Linked DNA regions of Mus musculus: all the other regions are linked to region 1. A link is a contact called in public HiChIP or PLAC-seq, Micro-C and promoter capture Hi-C data. All regions are on one chromosome and are shown on one strand. The core of a region is the stretch at or near the end of the contact, and the rest is flanking DNA. Distances in the headings are between cores, read along the strand shown.

What was found. Promoter capture Hi-C pulls out the DNA fragments that hold promoters and counts their contacts. A called contact is a pair of places that touch in the nucleus more often than the background predicts. HiChIP or PLAC-seq counts read pairs in DNA pulled down with a chosen protein or histone mark.
Region 2: a contact with region 1 is called in an H3K27ac HiChIP or PLAC-seq map of extraembryonic endoderm stem cells, with 3 times the contacts expected there. The contact joins the promoter of 4930414N06Rik here to the promoter of Scd1 in region 1. A contact is called at or near these places in 2 of 115 datasets of contacts at active chromatin or transcription factors (extraembryonic endoderm stem cells and hepatocytes).
Region 3: an H3K4me3 HiChIP or PLAC-seq map of embryonic stem cells shows a contact between it and region 1, with 15 read pairs. The contact joins the promoter of Slf2 here to the promoter of Scd1 in region 1. A contact is called at or near these places in 1 of 39 promoter capture datasets (neural stem cells), 1 of 484 Hi-C or Micro-C datasets (embryonic stem cells), 8 of 115 datasets of contacts at active chromatin or transcription factors (embryonic stem cells, epiblast stem cells, extraembryonic endoderm stem cells and 3 more) and 2 of 9 other capture datasets (adipose tissue and pancreatic islet).
Region 4: a contact with region 1 is called in a Micro-C map of embryonic stem cells, with 6 times the contacts expected there. The contact joins the promoter of BC037704 here to the promoter of Scd1 in region 1. A contact is called at or near these places in 1 of 39 promoter capture datasets (cranial neural crest), 1 of 484 Hi-C or Micro-C datasets (embryonic stem cells) and 1 of 115 datasets of contacts at active chromatin or transcription factors (pancreatic cancer cells).
Region 5: a contact with region 1 is called in a promoter capture Hi-C map of embryonic stem cells, with 8 read pairs. The contact joins the promoter of Tlx1 here to the promoter of Scd1 in region 1. A contact is called at or near these places in 2 of 39 promoter capture datasets (both in embryonic stem cells).

The regions. Positions count from the first base shown.
Region 1 is chr19:44,406,084-44,409,740 of GRCm38.p6, forward strand. Scd1 (stearoyl-Coenzyme A desaturase 1) reads right to left here and starts at 1,626. Exons shown (of 6, transcript NM_009127.4): 1 at 1,303-1,626; 2 at 404-677. The coding sequence starts at 1,326.
Region 2 is chr19:44,982,883-44,986,402 of GRCm38.p6, forward strand. 4930414N06Rik (RIKEN cDNA 4930414N06 gene) reads right to left here and starts at 1,668. Exons shown (of 3, transcript NR_040294.1): 1 at 1,593-1,668. It overlaps Slf2 (SMC5-SMC6 complex localization factor 2), which reads left to right. Exons shown (of 20, transcript NM_001081225.2): 20 at 1-904.
Region 3 is chr19:44,929,603-44,933,155 of GRCm38.p6, forward strand. It overlaps Slf2 (SMC5-SMC6 complex localization factor 2), which reads left to right and starts at 1,517. Exons shown (of 20, transcript NM_001081225.2): 1 at 1,517-1,848. The coding sequence starts at 1,709.
Region 4 is chr19:43,673,761-43,677,380 of GRCm38.p6, forward strand. It overlaps BC037704 (cDNA sequence BC037704), which reads left to right and starts at 1,418. Exons shown (of 1, transcript NR_045645.1): 1 at 1,418-3,410. It overlaps Slc25a28 (solute carrier family 25, member 28), which reads right to left and starts at 1,121. Exons shown (of 4, transcript NM_145156.1): 1 at 716-1,121. The coding sequence starts at 1,006.
Region 5 is chr19:45,149,211-45,152,462 of GRCm38.p6, forward strand. It overlaps Tlx1 (T cell leukemia, homeobox 1), which reads left to right and starts at 1,505. Exons shown (of 3, transcript NM_021901.3): 1 at 1,505-2,282. The coding sequence starts at 1,706.

The DNA of each region.
Region 1 (3,657 bases), core at 376-2,875:
TTTTGTCCCTTTCTTTTCAAGGACTGCTCTGGTACAGTGTCCTCGGGGTCTGTTCCCTGCCCTGGCTGAAGAGTAGTCCACAATTGTCCCTGACTAGCACGGGATTTCCCATGCCTCTCAGGTAGGGCTGGGTTCTCTTGGGTCAGGTGGGGCCAGGATGCACAGCTTAAGCAAGCGTCTCATACAGAAAAGCTTGTTCAGAGAGAGTTGCTTCTCTGCCTCAGGTAGACCCCTCCCAGTCTCCTGCACAGGGACTCAGTATTCATGTTAAGTCCCACAAGGAACCAGAAAAAAAGGCTGGGGAAATCTGAACAGAGCAGCCACTGCCTTGGGTCAGAGGGTACCTTATTAGAGAGCAAAGAGAAATCTGAGGCACTGGCCCAAGACAAGGGGCGCTGCTCACCGAAGAGGCAGGTGTAGAGCTTGCAGGAGGGAACCAGTATGATCCCGTACAGGCCTCCCAAGTGCAGCAGGACCATGAGAATGATGTTCCTCCAGACGTACTCCAGCTTGGGCGGGGGTCCCTCCTCATCCTGATAGGTGGGGTCGTGAATATCTTCTTTCATTTCAGGACGGATGTCTTCTTCCAGGTGGAGGGGCACCGTCTTCACCTTCTCTCGTTCATTTCCGGAGGGAGGTGCAGTGATGGTGGTGGTGGTCGTGTAAGAACTGGAGATCTGCAAAGAAAAAATTCAGTCGGGGGAGGCCGATCTGTGGGGCTCTCTCTCTCTGTCTCTCTCTGTGTGTTGTGTGTGTGAGAGAGAGAGAGAGAGAGAAATAGGAAAGAAGAATGAAACATTTATAGCCTCAGTAACACACAAAGGGATCCCCGTGTAAGTTATACAAGTATCGGTAGGACGGGCTTTTCTTTAAAGCAGCGGTTCTTAACCTGTGTCTCACGCTCAGCCCCTTTGGGGGTCAAATGTCCCTTTCAGAGGGGCAGCCCAAGACCATCGGAAAACAGATATTTACATTACGATTCAAAACAGTACCAAAATTAAAGTTATGAAGTAGCAACGAAATCATTTTATGGTTGGGGGGGAGGGGGTCACCACAACATGAAAAACTGTAGTAAATAAAGGATCGCAGCATCTTGAAAATTGAGAACCGCTGCTTTAAAGCTAAAGGCACGAAAGTTGGGACTCATCTGCCCAAATTACAATCTACACCTCTCAACCAACCGGTCACGTCAGAATTCGAGAAAGCCCAGTAGTCCGGAGAACTCTCAACTTTCTCCTCCCGGGACCAGTCACCTAGCTGCGTGGCCAGTGCAAGGAGCGAGGGCCGCTTCTGGAAGCTCACCTCTTGGAGCATGTGGGCCGGCATGATGATAGTCAGTTGCTCGCCTCACTTTCCCAGTGCTGAGATCGAGCGTGGACTTCGGTTCCGGAGCCCGTTGGTGTAGGCGAGTGGCGGAACTGCGCTTGGAAACCTGCCCTCCTGACTCTCGGGATGGGTGTTCAGCCCGGTCTGGCTGTGCACAGATCTCCCTGGGCTGGGATTTTAAAGGGTAGAGCAGGCGATGGGATGACCGTGTTCAGTATTTCCTCAGCCCCCTTTTATCGGCTGCCAGCAAAGGGTAAAGAGCGCAGAGATAGCTAGCCAAGGAAGCCAGGCGTGGAGGTGAGGGAGGGAGGGAGGGAGGGAGGGAGGAAGGGAGGGAGGGAGGGAGGGAGGGAGAGAGAGAGGGCGGGACCAAGAACGGGAAAGAAAGCCAAGTAGATTCCAGAGTAGACCTTGGAGGCGCCGGGATGCTGAAGGCATCAACAGGGCGCGCTGCTCCAACCCCCTGCCTGGGGATAAATGCTAATGTGCCTCCTGTGAAGCCCGTCTTGTCATTGGCCAAAGAGAATTTGGTGCCACCTTGTCCTGCCTTTTCCATTGGCTAGGCGCAATCTGCTGTTCCCTCTGCCTCTAGCTTCTCGCTCTCTCCTCCCCTCTTTTTCTCCTTATCCTCTTTGCTGTGGGCTGATGGGTGACTTTTCTTTAAGAGCAGGATAACGTGATTCCAAGTAGGAATTGTGTGCAAGCCTAGGACTTTGGTCTGGCGCTTAGCAAATGGTTCACTGGGGAAATCGCATCGAAAGAAGTGAGGAAGACACTGGCTACCGCCACTCACAACTCGGTCTAACTTCACATCTACCCCCACTTCCAGGCACCAGCAAAGAGAAACCCCGGGAGACTGGGATATGAGGGTGCGCCCAGGGCTCTGACCCGGGAAAACAATAGTGTATCCCTTCAGCCAGCATCCGGTTGCTGCTGCGTTCTTGACAGCACACGCTGAGTTACAACTGCACTCACTCATTGGGCTCCGTCTGCCGGGGACCGCCTCTGCTGGGAGCCAGAGCCCAATCCTAGCTGCTTCTCCTCAAACGGGACGGGACGTTTGAGAGCTCCTTAGATCCTCACGTTGAGATTCCAAGAAAAGGGACTAAGGAATCAAAGGGCCTGAGTGTGCGGTGCGAATAGCAAACAGGCACTTTGCGATCCCTAAGAAGTCTCAAGAATTTCCTTTTTGTTGAACCCACACTGACCCTGAGCAGTAGGTATTCCTTGGTACTTACTGTTATTGGTTTCTTTTTAGACAAGGTCTCTGAAGCTCTGACTGTCCTGGAACTCACAGTGTAGACCAAACTGGCCTCAAGCTTCATAGATCTGTGTCTGCCTTTGAGCTGGGTCCAGCTCCTCGGTCTTTTTAAAAAGGAAGTGAAATTTAAAAGAGTTGAGGTTACCTGTGGTCACGCTTAGCCAGTGTATGGTGGAGCTAGGAATTGAGTATCAGATGAGTGGCTCAAAGGTAAAGGCAGGCCTGGCATGGTGGCGCATGCCTTTAATCCCAGCACTCAGGAGGCAGAGGCAGGCGGATTTCTGAGTTCAAGGCCAGCCTGGTCTACAAGGTGAGTTCCAGGACAGCCAGGGCTACACAAAGAAACTCTGTCTCAAAAAGCCAAATGCAGCCTGGTCTACATAGTGAGTTCTTTTCTTTTTTTCCTCTTCTCGCTTTTCTTCTGCCTGCCTGCCTGCCTGCCTGTCTGTCTGTCTGTCTGATATCAATGGCTTTGCAGCCTACTCTACATAGTTCCTTTCTTTCTTCTGAAAAAAAAATTTAAGATACGGTTTCTCTATGTAGCTCTCACTATGTTGGAATTTGCTTTGTAGTCCAGGCTGGGCTTCAAACTCAGAGGTGTGCCTGTCTCTGCCTCTCAAGTGCTGGCATAAAGGTTTGTGCCACTAAGCCCAATTTACAAAGCAAATTGTAGATCATTCAGGGTTACATAGACCTGTTTGACAATAGCAGCAGCCAGGTTCTCCTGGGAATTTCCCCTATTCCCTCATTCTGCTCTTATCCCCTAGATCTGGGGATATTACCTGGACTAAACTGTAACACACGTTTGCCAGAAAAGACAAGGGCAGACCCAAGACAGCATGCAGTATAGGAGTCCACTACCTCTCTCCAAAATCAAGCTGCTATGCTAGTGAGAAAGCTTTGGGGCCCCAGAAAACGTTGGGTAAGAGAGAGTTGATTTCAGTGTCTCTAACTGGAGTGGAGACATAGTAGGGACCGGGTTTGTCTGTAATCTTATATGACTGTAACATGGCACCCACTGTAGACTTCAGGAGCTTCCAACCGAGCACACACTAAGACTGCATAATAGG
Region 2 (3,520 bases), core at 418-2,917, 580 kb after region 1:
GGGCAAACGAGCTTGCACTGAGCGGTGGTGTGTTTGGCAATATTACTGTGCCAAAAATAATCCTTGTCTCATTTTCTGGATGTGTGATGTCAAACTTTTTACCCTTACTGCAAGCTGAACATTAAAGTACTTGTGTTTATGCTTTTGTGTGTAACTGTTTGCCTTTCCTGACCTGCTTTTCTTGTTACCTGAAAGTACAGTTCTGTAACACATGTCAAGTGAAAAGGTTTTCCATGCTCAAGATCACCTGTGTAGCTCTGCAGTCAGTGTTGTGCATTGTTTTGTCTCTGTCCTGATGGCAACGGTGCCTTTGTCACCTTTCAGAAGGTTGGCTTTTTTTTTTTTTTAATGCAAGTAATAGCTTGCTTCGACTTCACAAAAAAAAAAAAAAAAAGAAAAGTGAAATATATATATATATCCCCAGTAATGATAGATAAGTTACCACCCAGGCTCTGTTTTTTGTTTGTTTGGCTTTTTGTTTTGTTTTGTTTTCTTCCCCTTTCCCCCCAATCAGAACAGACACAGTTGGTGGGGACAGTAATGTGTGGAGTCTTGAAACCAGGAGTGTTTTTCCATTTACAAACTGACTCATCGCCAAGCGGCTGGGTTGGAGAACTTTCTTGGCTTGTCTCTCAGGAGGCAAGGGTCTGCTACAGGTGGTGGGGGCGTGAGTCAGCACAATCCCATCTCGTGGCTATGCCTACTCTATGGTGCAGGCGCACCTCATCTGTGCCTCAGTTTCCCCGGGGCATTCTTGTCAGCCAGTTAATCTACTAGCTCTTAGGCAGTAAATGCAATGTGTTGTGGTTTGGTTTTTTTTTTTCCTTTAAAATTTTATACTGTCTTGTTTAAAGTCTTCTGAATGTATGTGTATGTGTTATTAAAACTTTTTTCTCAGCTTAAACGTGTCTGGCAACTTTTGATTGAGTAGTAGAGGTGGTTGAGTATCTAAAATACCCTGCTTTAAACTTGTTTTTAGGGGGCTGGAGAAATGGCTCAGTGGTTAAAAGCACTGACTGTTCTTCCAAAGGTCCTGAGTTCAAATCCCAGCAACCACATGGTAGCTCACAACCATCGTAATGGGGTCTGATGCCCTCTTCTGGTGTGTCTGAAGACAGCTACAGAGTACTTACATATAATAATAAATCTTAAAAAAACAAACAAACTTGTTTTTAGCTTGATGCCTTCTTTTAATCTGTGGGAAACGGAAACGGGCACAGCTCTCCACAGTTTATGTTTACAAAACCCAATTAATAATGTGCTGTGTGCTTTACAGGCAGGGTTTTTTGTTTTTTGTTTTGGGTTTTTTTTTTTTTTTTTTTTTTTTTTTGGTTTTTGAGGTAGGGTTTCTCTGTATAGCCCTGGCTGTCCTGGAACTAACTCACTTTGTAGACCAGGCTGGCCTCAAACTCAGAAATCCGCCTGCCTCTGCTTCCAAAATGCTGGGATTAAAGGCGTGCGCCACCACTCCTGGATTGCAGTCAGGAATTTAATAATCTCATTCTTAGCTCATCCTGCACATCCGTTTGGCTGCTCTTGCCTACCTACGTGTTAGGGTTTGGTGGTGAACAACACAAAATCATGGCTCTTACCTGATGGTATCGGGGGAAACAGGAGAGGAAGAAATACCCTTCATCTGGGTGTCTCTAAAATTCTAGAACCCAGAATCAAGAAAGGTGATGCCATACAGTGCAGAGCCACTTGTGACCTGGCAGGTGGGTTTATGACATGCCAGCTGTGGAAAGGCTGACACTCATAACAAACCTAGTACCTCATAGAAGGCTTAGGCATAGTTGCCAGGCCCCCAGTGCTGCAGCTGTTTTCTCCTTTAGGGTAAACTAGGTTGGAAAGATGGATGCTGACAGCCCAGGTAGAAGTAGACAGGTGCAAATACTAGGGATAGTCGCGGTGTTTGAGGAAAAGACCTAGGCTTGGCCTCAGGTCCCAAGGTTCACCATACTGGCCATTTGACCTTTGTTGGCATCTGAGTTTCTTCTATTGAAAGGAATAACTCTATTTCATGTTTTGTGAGGATTCACATACATGGCAGTAACTCAGCACAATGCCTGGCATGCAACATGAACAGAACAAAGGGAGGCAAGATGGAGACTAAGATTGTAATCACCTTTATCCCAGCACGGAGGAGGCAGAGGCAGGCAGAGCTCTGAGTTCAAGGACAGCCAGGGCTACATGGAGAAACCCTGTCTCAAAGACAAATTTAATGGAGCTGGAGAAGATCAACAGTTAACTGGAGATTGCTCTTCCAGAGGCTCTGGGTTCAAAGCCCATCACCCATGTGATGGCTAACGAATGTAACTCTAGTTCCAAAGCCTCCTATGCCCTCTTCTAGCCTTTACAGGCAAAACACCCATGCACATAAAATAGTTAATTTTTAAAAGAAAATTGACCAGAAGCAGCCATCTGTGGGTGTGCTTACTTGTAAATCAGGTCTTATCTTCCAACAGTGATAGCTGGAGAGTATTGTACCTTCAGACTCTGGGAACTCTGGATACTTCCCTGTTCCTGCTGCCAAAAATATGTTAAATAAATAAACCATGCATGTTGGCCTGGTGCAATCACTAATACCGATGATCCCAGCACATGGGAGGCAGAGGCAGGAGGATCACAGATTTTGAGGCCATCCTGCACTCAGACACAGTTTTAATCACCCAGCATGCTTGACGGTGGTGGATGGTTTCCCAGCATCTGCAGACATGTTCTGACACTTCCTTCTAGCTAACCAGGCCTGGAAATCAGGAGAAGGCAAACCAGAAGGTCCAGCTTTGGATCTAACTCCAAGACAAGTGGCTAGGATTCTGGAAAACTTTAACTGGCAAAACAGGCTTCTGGGGCACAGTAAGATTACAGCATTGTTGGATAGGTGTCAGTCGCTACTAAGGAAGTACCACGTGGCCAAAAGATCACACTCTCCATAAGGAGAGTGCTGAACAACAATGGCAAAGCAGGAGCAAAGGCCACCACAGTGAACAGGAGACAGGGCATCTTGACTAGGGCAGGTTTCTCATGCCTCAGGGACCTCTATCTGAGGTCCTTCCTCTTCCTGTGTCACCAATACAATGTGACTTTTGTGTGCCAGTCCTGAGCTCTGTGTGTGTGTGTGTGTGTGTGTGTGTGTGTGTGTGTGTGTGTGTGTGTGTGTGTGGACACCAGTGTCAGACACACTCAGGTGCTTTATTTTACAGCAGAACTGGGAAAAATACATTAGCAAAAGTGAAGTTCATTTGTGTTCTCCAAAGGATTTTGAATGGCATCCTTACACAGCTCCCCTGTGAAGCAGCTGGCAGTGACGTGGAGGATAGGTAACACCCCACTTAACAAATGATCTGCCTTGTGTCCCAGGGAAGAAAGTCACTACTCTATTAGAACTAATTTTTTAAATTTTGTTTTGTTTTACTTTTTAGATAAGATCTTCAAGCCCAGGCTGAGGCTGGTCATGAAATTGTATAGCTAAGGATGACCTTGAACTGGCCCTCCTGCCTCCACAGCTGAGATCAGGCGT
Region 3 (3,553 bases), core at 267-2,766, 520 kb after region 1:
GCTACATAGTCAAGGCTGGACTCAATGTCTATTTCTTTCTCTCTTTAAAAAGATATCTTTTATTGCATTCATTTCGTGTGTGTATACGCTGACAGACGTCATAGGATAGCTCACCGCACTGAATCAGTTCTCTCCTTCTGCCATGTGGTCCTGGGTCATGAAAGCAAGTTCCTTTATACCATGAACTATCAGCACAGCCGCGGCCTTCTCTCTTGACCCTCCACCTCCGTCTCCCAAGTACTAGGATTACAATAGGATTACAAGCCTTCCCTAAAAAAAAAAAAAAAACTGGCCGGGTACTGCAGGAAATCTGAAGCCCAAAGGAAAGAGAATCTTGTATTTGTACCAATTACACGAGAGAATCTAAACCTGTTTACATTGCTGGGTTTTATTACTTAAAATTACCCAGAGAAGATGGGCAGTGGTGGCCCACGCCTTTAATCCCAGCATTTGGGAGGCAGAGACCGGCCATTTTTCTGAGTTCAAGGCCAGCCTGGTCTACAGTCAGTTCCAGGACAGCCAGGGCTATACAGAGAAACCCTGTGTGTGTGGGGGGGGGGGGGGGAAGTGGGGGGGACAAGGGAAATTACCCAGAGAAGTGAGTAACTATACCCATTCTATACACATGGGAAGTGAAGTTTTAAATTACTCTGACCAGTTCCTCGGTCTGCAAAAAAACCCAGCTGGAGAGATAGCTCAGTGGTTAAGAGTACTAGTTGCTACTTCCAGAGGTCCTGAGTTCAATTCCACCAACCCTAAGGTGGCTCACAACCTCATGCTCTATTGTCATTCAGGCATACATGCAAATTGAGCACCATATACATAAATAAAAACTTAAAGAAATCCAACCTAACAGCCTCTTCAAAGCACAAGTCCTTTACTGATAAGGAAAAGAAGTCTATGTGCTGCGACTTCATGGGGAAACCCATTAGAGACAAAACGCTTTGACAGAATAAAAATGTCTAATTCAATGACTGAGTGCTCCCCCGCCCCCTCCCTTACAAAACAAAACAAAACAAAACAAAAAAACGGAACAACTATATCACAGTATAGAAGATCCCTCACAGAACGGTCAAATCACATTATAAGAGAAGGAACAGAAAGGAAATGGTGACAGCATTTTGGCCTAAGATGCCAAAGTGACTATGAAATATTAGGGCAGCTGTAGCACAATCGTCACAAATGTTGGCCATCTTCACTACAGACAGCTGCAGGCTCGGTTTTACTTCTGCAAATCTCACCCCTAGCCCTCGATCAGGCGGCTGTCGCCAGCTGTCGTAACACCCGCCACTGCCTCTTCTTTCCCACTCCCACGCACCGGCCAAGGCCGCCGCGGCCCCGACGAGGAGGCGCGCGCCCCAGGCGCACGTGACGGGCCCGGGGAGGGCAGTTTTCAATCTCCCCTCCCCCTTCCAAAAAACCCGCCCTCTCCCGGCAGGCGGAGGCTTTCTATTGCGCTACCACCAGAGTGACCCTCAGGTCAGCCAATCGCGACGCGGCACCTCAAGAAAGGCCCGCCCCCTGATGGTCCTCAGGTTCCTTCCCGCTCACACCGGAGTCACTTCCGAAGAGAGAACCGCCATGAAGAGAGTAGGGGGTGCCGCCCACCTCTGCACCGACAGCCTCCCCGAGTCCCAGCAGCAAGACGGCAACCACGCACCCAGCTTCTCCAGCCACAGCTCATGCCGCCGTCGCCAGCGGCGCCGACATGACAAGGCGCTGCATGCCCGCTAGGCCAGGTTTCCCCTCATCCCCAGCCCCGGGGTCGTCGCCCCCGCGCTGCCATCTGAGACCCGGTAGTACCGCCCCTGCTGCAGCGGGAAAAAGAACAGAGAGTCCTGGGGACAGGTACAGTGCAGAGGGCTTGAGAAGGGGCCGGGTCGCGGGGGCACGGGTATAGGGGAGGACTACGGACGGCTGCTCTTCAGTTCCCGCCATCCTCAGCGAGCTCAGGCCTTGATGTTCTGGGGCCTGCAAGCCCTCGCCCCGCCTCCGCGCGGGGGCTTCTGGGAGTTGAAGTCTCCTTTTCTGTAGTTGAGGTGTTGCTTTTGGTCTAGTGACCACCAGCCTAGATGGCTGCGGAGAGCCCGCTTTAGGTAGAAGGTTGTTTTTCTCCTTTTCGAGCGCTTGCCCTGGGGCCCTCCCTTCTCGAAGCCTCTATTTAGATCGTTCTGATCCTGGTGGTTTCTTGAGTTTAATTATGTAAGATGTGATAAGGAAAACCCACGAATTACTTAATAGTACAGTGTACACGACCATTCATACTAAAAACATTTTTGGAATGCGCCTGTTTTCTCTTTGAGTGACTTTCTCCCTCACCAACAGACCTTTCTTTTTCTATTTCCTTTTTCTTCCTTTCTTTTTTTATATGGTAAGGATTTTCTGGGAGCTATGTAATGATGGAGAATTTCATCATATGACATCCTCTGACAATAAAACATTCAAATTATCTACGAACTTGGTACTGTCTTTTTTTTTTTTTTTTTAAGAATTGGTAACAGACGTTTTAAGTTTATGCTTTAATATTGTAGCACAGATTCACAATCCTTTATCTTAATTCTGAAGGACAGAAGGCTGTGAAAAACAACTATTTTCATTGCTTCCTACCACAGCCGCCTTGGCAGCCAAGCCAGGTTGATCAGAGCTAATATAAGGTTTGTGGGTGGTACTGAGTGTGAGTGTTGATAAGCTTTGCTGGAGAAATAGTAATATTTTGGCTACAGGTTGCAGCGCCAGATCCTGCTGGGGGCTGCACATAATACATTCAAGTTATTTCCCCTCCAAAATCCAATAAATTGAGAATTCTAACACGTTTGGTTCCAGCACTTTCAGATTAAAGGCTTGTAAAACTGTCATAATTTTTTTTAACCAGTTATACATAAGTAATGGATATTTCTGTGTGCTTGAACTTAGGAAACAATTATTTTACCTCTACAGAGTTCGTTTATAGTTTCATGGTTTACCAAAAGTCATTTTTCCATTCAGGTGTATTGGAGAGTAGTATTAGATTTAATACTTTAGGGGAAGGGTATGATGTTAATTTTTAGTAAAAATATAAGTATATCTTGGTTTTAATTTGCTGCTTCTGGGTTCTTTTGCACCTCTCCACTGCCAGAAATAGGCACATCATGTGTCTTCACTAGTATTTCTTCCTTTACTCAGTGGTAGAGTTAATTTACCTAATGTAATTGACTTTCTGTAAACAAATGCATGTATTCTCCCATAACCTGTCACTCATCATTTAGGTTCTCTCAACATACTGGTGGAGTCTAGGTAAACCAGGAAAGATGGTCACTGCTCTTCTAATGCTACCAGTAAAATGTACACTAGAGAAGGAGATCAGCCTTGGGTTTGGATTGCTCAGGCTGCCGTCTTGAGTACTGGCTCAGTGGAGGAATGTTCAGGGATACTGCTTGTTGGCTCTCTTTCAAACATGCATGAACAGATCAGAGTATAGGTTCAGGAAATAATTGTATGCCCATGTTAGTGTGTAGTAACCCGTACATATTATTAAAGCTGTTTGATTTTTTTTTTTACTTGTTAACTGTCCAAT
Region 4 (3,620 bases), core at 168-2,667, 730 kb before region 1:
CTATCAGTTTCACCTCTGTTGTGTAAGGGGCTGATGCACTTGCTCCCTCAACATAGAATCTTAGTCCCAGCTCAATTTTTACGTTCAGGAAATAGATGGGCTACCAATCTTGCCTCGCAGAGAAACCGAAACCGTTTTTCTTAACATGCCTTATTCCCACATCCATTCCAGTCTGGAACTCTCACTTTTGACTGCACAATGATTTTTTTTTCAACCACTCCCAGGTTAAGATTTAATACGTACTTTTATCTAGCTGAGAGATCCCAGATTCCGGTTCCTGCCCCGTCACTTTAAAGGAAAGACGCAGCAAGGAGCTTGTGAAAGCGCCGACCCGAAGCACATCTCAACCCAAGCTATCGGATAGAGTTCACCGTCTGATTTCATGCCAGCTGGTTTGTTATAGACTTACCTGTGCTTCGGGATCCCCCCCCCCCAATCCCATCCCATCCCTGCTTAGTCCCAATCGGGATCAAGTCTTTGGCTGACAAGATTTTTGCTTCGCCTCACTGACCGTTAGAAGTAAGTCCTGGTTCCTGACTGAGCTCATCTACCAGCCAGGACTTTGCTTGCACGGAGTATTGGCTCAAACCGTGTGTAGAGGTAGGAGCCAGGAAGAAACCTATCAGCTCTGGGTCTCAGTTGGGATTCTGGCTCTAAACAAGGTTCAGGGTCGGGTCAGCCCCAGGTCCGGTTCGCAGCCTGGTCCAGGTCTCACCTTGACGCAGTCGATCGGGTACATCACGCAATGCTCCAGGATCCCTGCCACGGCGCCCGCCACCATGTGCGTGGTGACAGTGGCTCCAGCCGGCAGCGCTTCGTATTCCGGGCCGGACTCCGGATCCAGCCGTACAGGGGGCTGATAGGCCCCCGCCTCCCCGCCGCCGGCCCCCCGGCCCACGCCCCGCTGCAGCCACCCGTCCAGCAGCGCCGACTCCCCGGGGCTCCGCCCGGGCCCAGCAGCTGGTCCTCCCGCCACGCCGCCTGCACTCCGCCCCTCCAACTCCATCCACTTCGGCCAGCCGCGGCGCCCACACGCGCCGCCGCTGCCGCCACCACTGCCGCCGCCCCCCGGCCCCGTTGCGTCCGCCTCAGGCGCGGCCCAGAGAGCCCGGGGCCTCCGGCTCCCGCTTGGCCCCGAGGACACGCCCCCCAGACAGCCATTGGTGTAGGCCCTAACGTGTCTCCGCCCCCTTTTTACGGAGCCAAAATGTATCTGTGTTATTCGTCAGATAGCTTGTCATTAGTCCCGTAGGTCCCACCCCTTCCCCTTTGATCTTGGAAGCGTCTTGTTTATTGGCTCTTGATTGGCGGACTTGCCCGATCGACCCGCCCCTAGCGTTTCGGAGGCGGGAGAAACGTAAAGCTGAACTTTGATAGGCTCAACCGCTCTAGCTACTTTGGCGGTGGCCATTGGCCCGAACCACTTCGTTCTTCCATTGGATGTGGAGAGAAGCGCCTGGAGGACAGGGACCGGCTCCCGGCTGTACCCCGGCGCGGCGTGCGTGGCGGTCGGGACTGCCGGGGAGAGGGGGCGGTGCCAGCCAGACCTTCAAGGTCAAACCGCTGTCGGTTGCCGTTAGGACGCGTGCTCTGGCGTGCACCGGGTGTCGAGTAGCACGGTGCGACTGTTCCCGCGGGATCTCAGGCGGGGGCGGAGTCAGCCCGGACCCTGCGTCCCCTGGCACGGCCCAACCCGCCGCTAGGGGAGATCGGCTGTGAGCCTCGGGTGGCTCTGGAGTGGTGTGCCATCAGCGCAGATCCGCTCGCCTTGGGCCTCCCACCCAAAGCCGCCTAGTGAACCCTCCAGTGGGTGGACCGATGAGCTCTCATTGGGTGGACTCTGCGTTGGGAAAGGAGAAGGCGAAATGGGATGGTTCGGAGGCGACGACAGGTGTCAGGGTCTTGGAGCACCATCCCAATCGCGGCAGAGCAACTGCTGATGCCTGGGAGTGGAGCTTGTTCCGAGACATACACTTGAACTTCGTATCCCGAGCTCGCTTGCTGATAAACTCCACCGGGTCTGATGGCTGTCCGCTCTCTCTCTCCGGGACCGCTGAGCTGCTGCTTCTTGAGAACCGCTCCCCGGTTGTAAAACGATGCTAGGGACGTCTGGTCCTCAGGGCCACTACCTTGAGCAGAAGCGGGCACTGAAGCGACTCTCGAGCCTCAGCCTCTACTGAGGAGCGAGGGCCCCTTTCCGCTCGCTGGTTCTGCAGGCTACCTCAGGCTCCCTTCTCAGCAGCGTGTTTGCACACGCTTCCCCAGTTTCTAGCTCTGCCTTTACAACCTATTTTAATGAGATGATGACGCAATTGCAAACTTTTCCATCTTTTCGTAGCGCTTCCTTAGAACGGTTGGAGGCTTTTCCATTTCCTCTCTAAAGCTTAGCCCTTCGGCGGACGGGTCTTTCAACTAATCTTTGGCAGTAGTTACTAACGTTTGTGTCGTGATCTCTTGGAAAATAAAGCTCTTAAGTTCCCAACCCCATCCCCAGTCACACACAAAACTGCTTTTTATTTCGGGTTTCAGCGTGAAGGAGATTCCGTTAACCTCGGGTTAAGAATTCTTCCCCACATCATATACAGACTTCTTGCTACCCTGCACTTTTCTCTGAGAGATGAATAGATCTCAAAAAAGCCTCCACCCCCCAGTCCTGTTAAAATATCAATTTTCTTCCCTGACAAATTAATGACAATGCCTGCTATATCCCGTCTCTTCTTATCATATTTACTTTTTTATGGTCCTAAAATGATCATCTCAGTTCAATGACTTCTCATGGTGAGAAATAATACTCTACATTGTCCTACAGTGACCCACACCTTAGAACTTTCTCCCCCAGGAAAGACTCCAGATACCAGCCTTTAGATTTCTAAGTCTCTTTCACCTTGCTAGCTACTGAAGTGGAGCATCCCTGGAGGCGGAAATGTTTATTAACAGTCTTTAATACAGTGCAGAAGTTTGCCATTCCAAACTCATTTTCCTCCCAGGGGCCTTCTTTCTGTTTTGCCTAGCCTACTTGCTTGTTTTTGTGGCATTGGAGAGCTAGGGAATGTCCAGCCACTCACTGCAGTGTGGCAGGGTGGTTCTGTCTACCTAGAGACGGATGGCACAGAGAGTGGCAAGCAAGGGTCAGTGATGAAAGATAGGGAGAAGAGCCTTGTAGAAGGAGAAACGGGTTACAACCACCCTAACTACCCTCGGGGGAGACACGTTTATTACTCGGGGTTAATGTATTTGCTTCCACAGCTGACTTTTATATGGGCACTTCCCTAGAATGCATTTCTTCTCTTTCCCTTTTAAAATTCAAAAGGTTTGTTCTTGAGGGTCCTCCCGTGCTCCCCAGCTGACATTGTACCCTGCATGAAATGGGTAGAGAATAAAATGAGGCTGACTTCTGAAGCCAAACATGACAATAAGTCTGATGTCTTTACTGTCACAGAGATGACCATGAGAACTTGTGATCTCATAGGGTGGTCAACAAAAGGAGAGGGGACTTTTTTTAAGTCTGGAAACTATAGAGGAAGCCTTCTGAAGGATATGTGGGAAAGAGTTCCAAGAGAAGCTGACTCCTGTTCTCTGTGTGGAATCTGTCCTGGGCCTTCATGGAGGAGCTGGAGAGA
Region 5 (3,252 bases), core at 255-2,754, 740 kb after region 1:
GTACACAAATATTTGTTGGGCAAGTCAAGTCTCCATTAATTTATTAGTCACTCAAGATGAACATGTTTGATTTGTTGGGGCTGTTTTAGGAGGGGTACACACATTATATATCAATATATATATATATATATATATATATATATATATATATATATATACACACATATATATCACACATATGCACATATAACATCGCATATATATATATATGACATTTCCTGTCTTTGAGGAAGGCCCTTCAAGTGACAGTGTCAGACAGTGGCCAAAACAACTAGATTCCACTGAGACTTGCTGAGGAGTGAGGCCAGCGTTTTGCCTGTTAGAGACCTCCCAGAAGGTTCAGCAGTGAATGGACCTGAAATAGATCAGAATTCATAACCTATGCTTTTTTTTTTTCCCTCAGAACTTGGCTCCTAGGAGGGAGCAGACCTTTCCCGACTGGAGAGGGGAAAGAGAGGAAGCAAAAGAAGGGAGTTTCCTTCTTTTCTCTTGGGCTCTCAGCCAGGCAGCCACAGGCATAACTTTGAAAAGGCCTAAATTTGTCCTGGACGCACTTCCCTGATTCTCGTCCCAGCAGCCCCCGCCCCCACAGCCTTAAGACCCAAGGCTTCCCTCCAAAGATTCTAAAAGCAAGGAACTAAGTCCTTTCTCTCACAAACCCAGAGCCATTCACTTGGGTCGGGTCGTAGGAATTGCTTCTGCGAGCTTCTGTTTACTCAAAATGAAAGAGGTACCTTGAGGAACGGGCACCCTCGCACAAGCCCCAAAGTAATCCTTTGGCTTGTGACTGCTTTTCAGGATTGACTTTCGTTTCCTTAAATTCTCTAAAGAGACTGAGTTGGAGTGGCTGCTAATTTTTATAACAATATATAGCCAGCTCTTCATAGGACCTGTTTTAAAGGACAAGCCTGAACTCACCGTCCTGCCTCGGGGCCCGGGCTCCATACCTGGGGAGTAGACAGTCTTCTACTTTCTAACAAGCTGGACTTGAAGTTGCAGTAAATCTCCTGGTTGAGTGACAGGTGTTTCCCAGCTCAGCCCTTGGGGAGATTCTCCAGTTGGGCAGGACACCTGTCCCCAGGGGCCTAGTGGGCTGGACTCCTTCGGCCCTGTTCAAAGTGAGGGGGTGGGTCCTACCAGGTCTGGGAAAGGTTCTGATTTCCCTCTCCTTTGGTCCGTCTGTCTGTTCGTCTTTGGGAATGGCTGCTTCCTGATCTTTTTCTTTCTCATTTAAACCTCTCTCTGTAGCCCTCCTCCTTTCTCTTCACTGGAACTACTCAGAGCTCTGATCTCCGTCCCTCTGTCTCTGGCTCCGGCATCTGTCTGGGCTCCTGGCCTCCTTCTCCCCCCTCCCAACCCCTCCCCCGCGCTGTCATTCACCCCGCTCCTCTCCACGCACAGCCAATGGAGAGACCCGGCCGAAACAGCTAGGCTCGCTCGCTCAGGGCTTTTTCGCCCGGTGATTGATGTCCCAGAGTCAACAGCGAGCGAGCAGCCGGAGAAGGGAAGGAGAAGCCGGAGAGGGGAAGAATACAGCTCCCCCTCTCTCCTTCCCCTCCCCCCTACTTTGGCCCTTCTGCGCACTTCGCCTTCAAGTCTCAGCGCAGCCTGGGGTGGCGATTGCCTCCGCGCTCCGACTCGCTGCCCGGGTAGTCCAGCGCAGCGATCGCCCGCGCCCGGGCCCCCGCGTGGGGCCGGGGCCAGCATGGAGCACCTGGGTCCGCACCATCTCCACCCGGGCCACGCGGAGCCCATCAGCTTCGGTATCGACCAGATCCTCAACAGCCCCGACCAGGGCGGCTGCATGGGGCCCGCTTCGCGCCTCCAGGATGGAGACTACGGCCTTGGCTGTTTGGTTGGAGGCGCCTACACTTACGGCGGCGGGGGCTCCGCTGCTGGGGCGGGGGCCGGGGGCACTGGCGCTTACGGCGCGGGTGGCCCAGGTGGTCCTGGTGGTCCGGCGGGCGGCGGCGGCGGTGCCTGCAGCATGGGCCCACTGCCCGGCTCCTACAACGTGAACATGGCCTTGGCGGGCGGCCCCGGTCCGGGCGGCGGCGGCGGTGGCGGGGGTGCCGGTGGCGCCGGGGCGCTGAGCGCTGCAGGGGTGATCCGGGTGCCCGCGCACAGGCCGCTAGCTGGAGCTGTGGCCCATCCCCAGCCCCTGGCCACCGGCTTGCCTACAGTACCCTCTGTGCCTGCGGTGCCGGGTGTCAACAACCTCACCGGCCTCACCTTTCCCTGGATGGAGAGTAACCGCAGATACACAAAGGACAGGTTCACAGGTGAGTCCGGCCCGCGCGCGTCCCGCCTGGCCGTGGCTCGGTCTCTGTGCTACCCACTACCCTGCTTGATGGCTCCTTGAAGCTCTTTCTGAGCGCCAGGTCGCCTAGCGCCTCTCCGTGCGTTTCCTAAGTTCAGCTGCCTTCAGGATTCTATGTGCTCAGAATCGCTCCAAGAGTTCTTGCAGCCTGGGTTCTTCTGTCTCTCCTCTAGGACCCCATTCGTGGAAGCAAAGCTTGGTCCCCTCTCGGGATCCCAGGGCCCAGTCAGGTAGAGGACTGTAGATTCAGGACCATCTTCTGTCAACAGTCTAGGCTTTGCATGCCCGTGTGAGAAAAAAAATTTTTTTTTTCTGTCCTGGCTGCTGTTTCCTGACGGAGGCCAAGAGCCCCAGAATTAGACAGAATAATTAGACATAAGAAAAGGTTCTCCTACCTCTCGTCCCCTACTACACACACACACACACACACACACACACACACACACACACACACACACACACACACACGTGCTCTGAGTTGTGGCGTGCGGGTCGGGCCGCTGCAGATCCGCAAAGGCCCCAAGCCCGGGTGAAGGAGCAGAGCTTTCTTCCTGGACCTCCGAGATTCTTCAGAGTCAGTGGCAGCGCAAGGCTGGGCCAATTTTCGTTTTCATCCTCGGTATCCCTCCCAGGGGTCGGCTCTCTTATTTGGGGGGTGGTAAATATTGCACCCGCCTGACCAGAGGGTTGGCTGGAGGACAACTCCCGGAGAGGAGGACGAACTCTTTGGCCCAGCGGCCTTGCTCTCTGCACCACCCTAGCTCCCTCTGACCTGGCTTCCGTTTCTCTCTGCCCTAGCTCTGGAGTACCCTCTTCCTCGGTGCCCACTTCCCGCTGGCTGCCTTTAGTTGTCCTTGGATCCTTAGACCTTGAGCTGCCTCAGGAAGGTTCAGGCCCCCATGGGCACACAGCTGTTAGGAATTGGGCCCCAG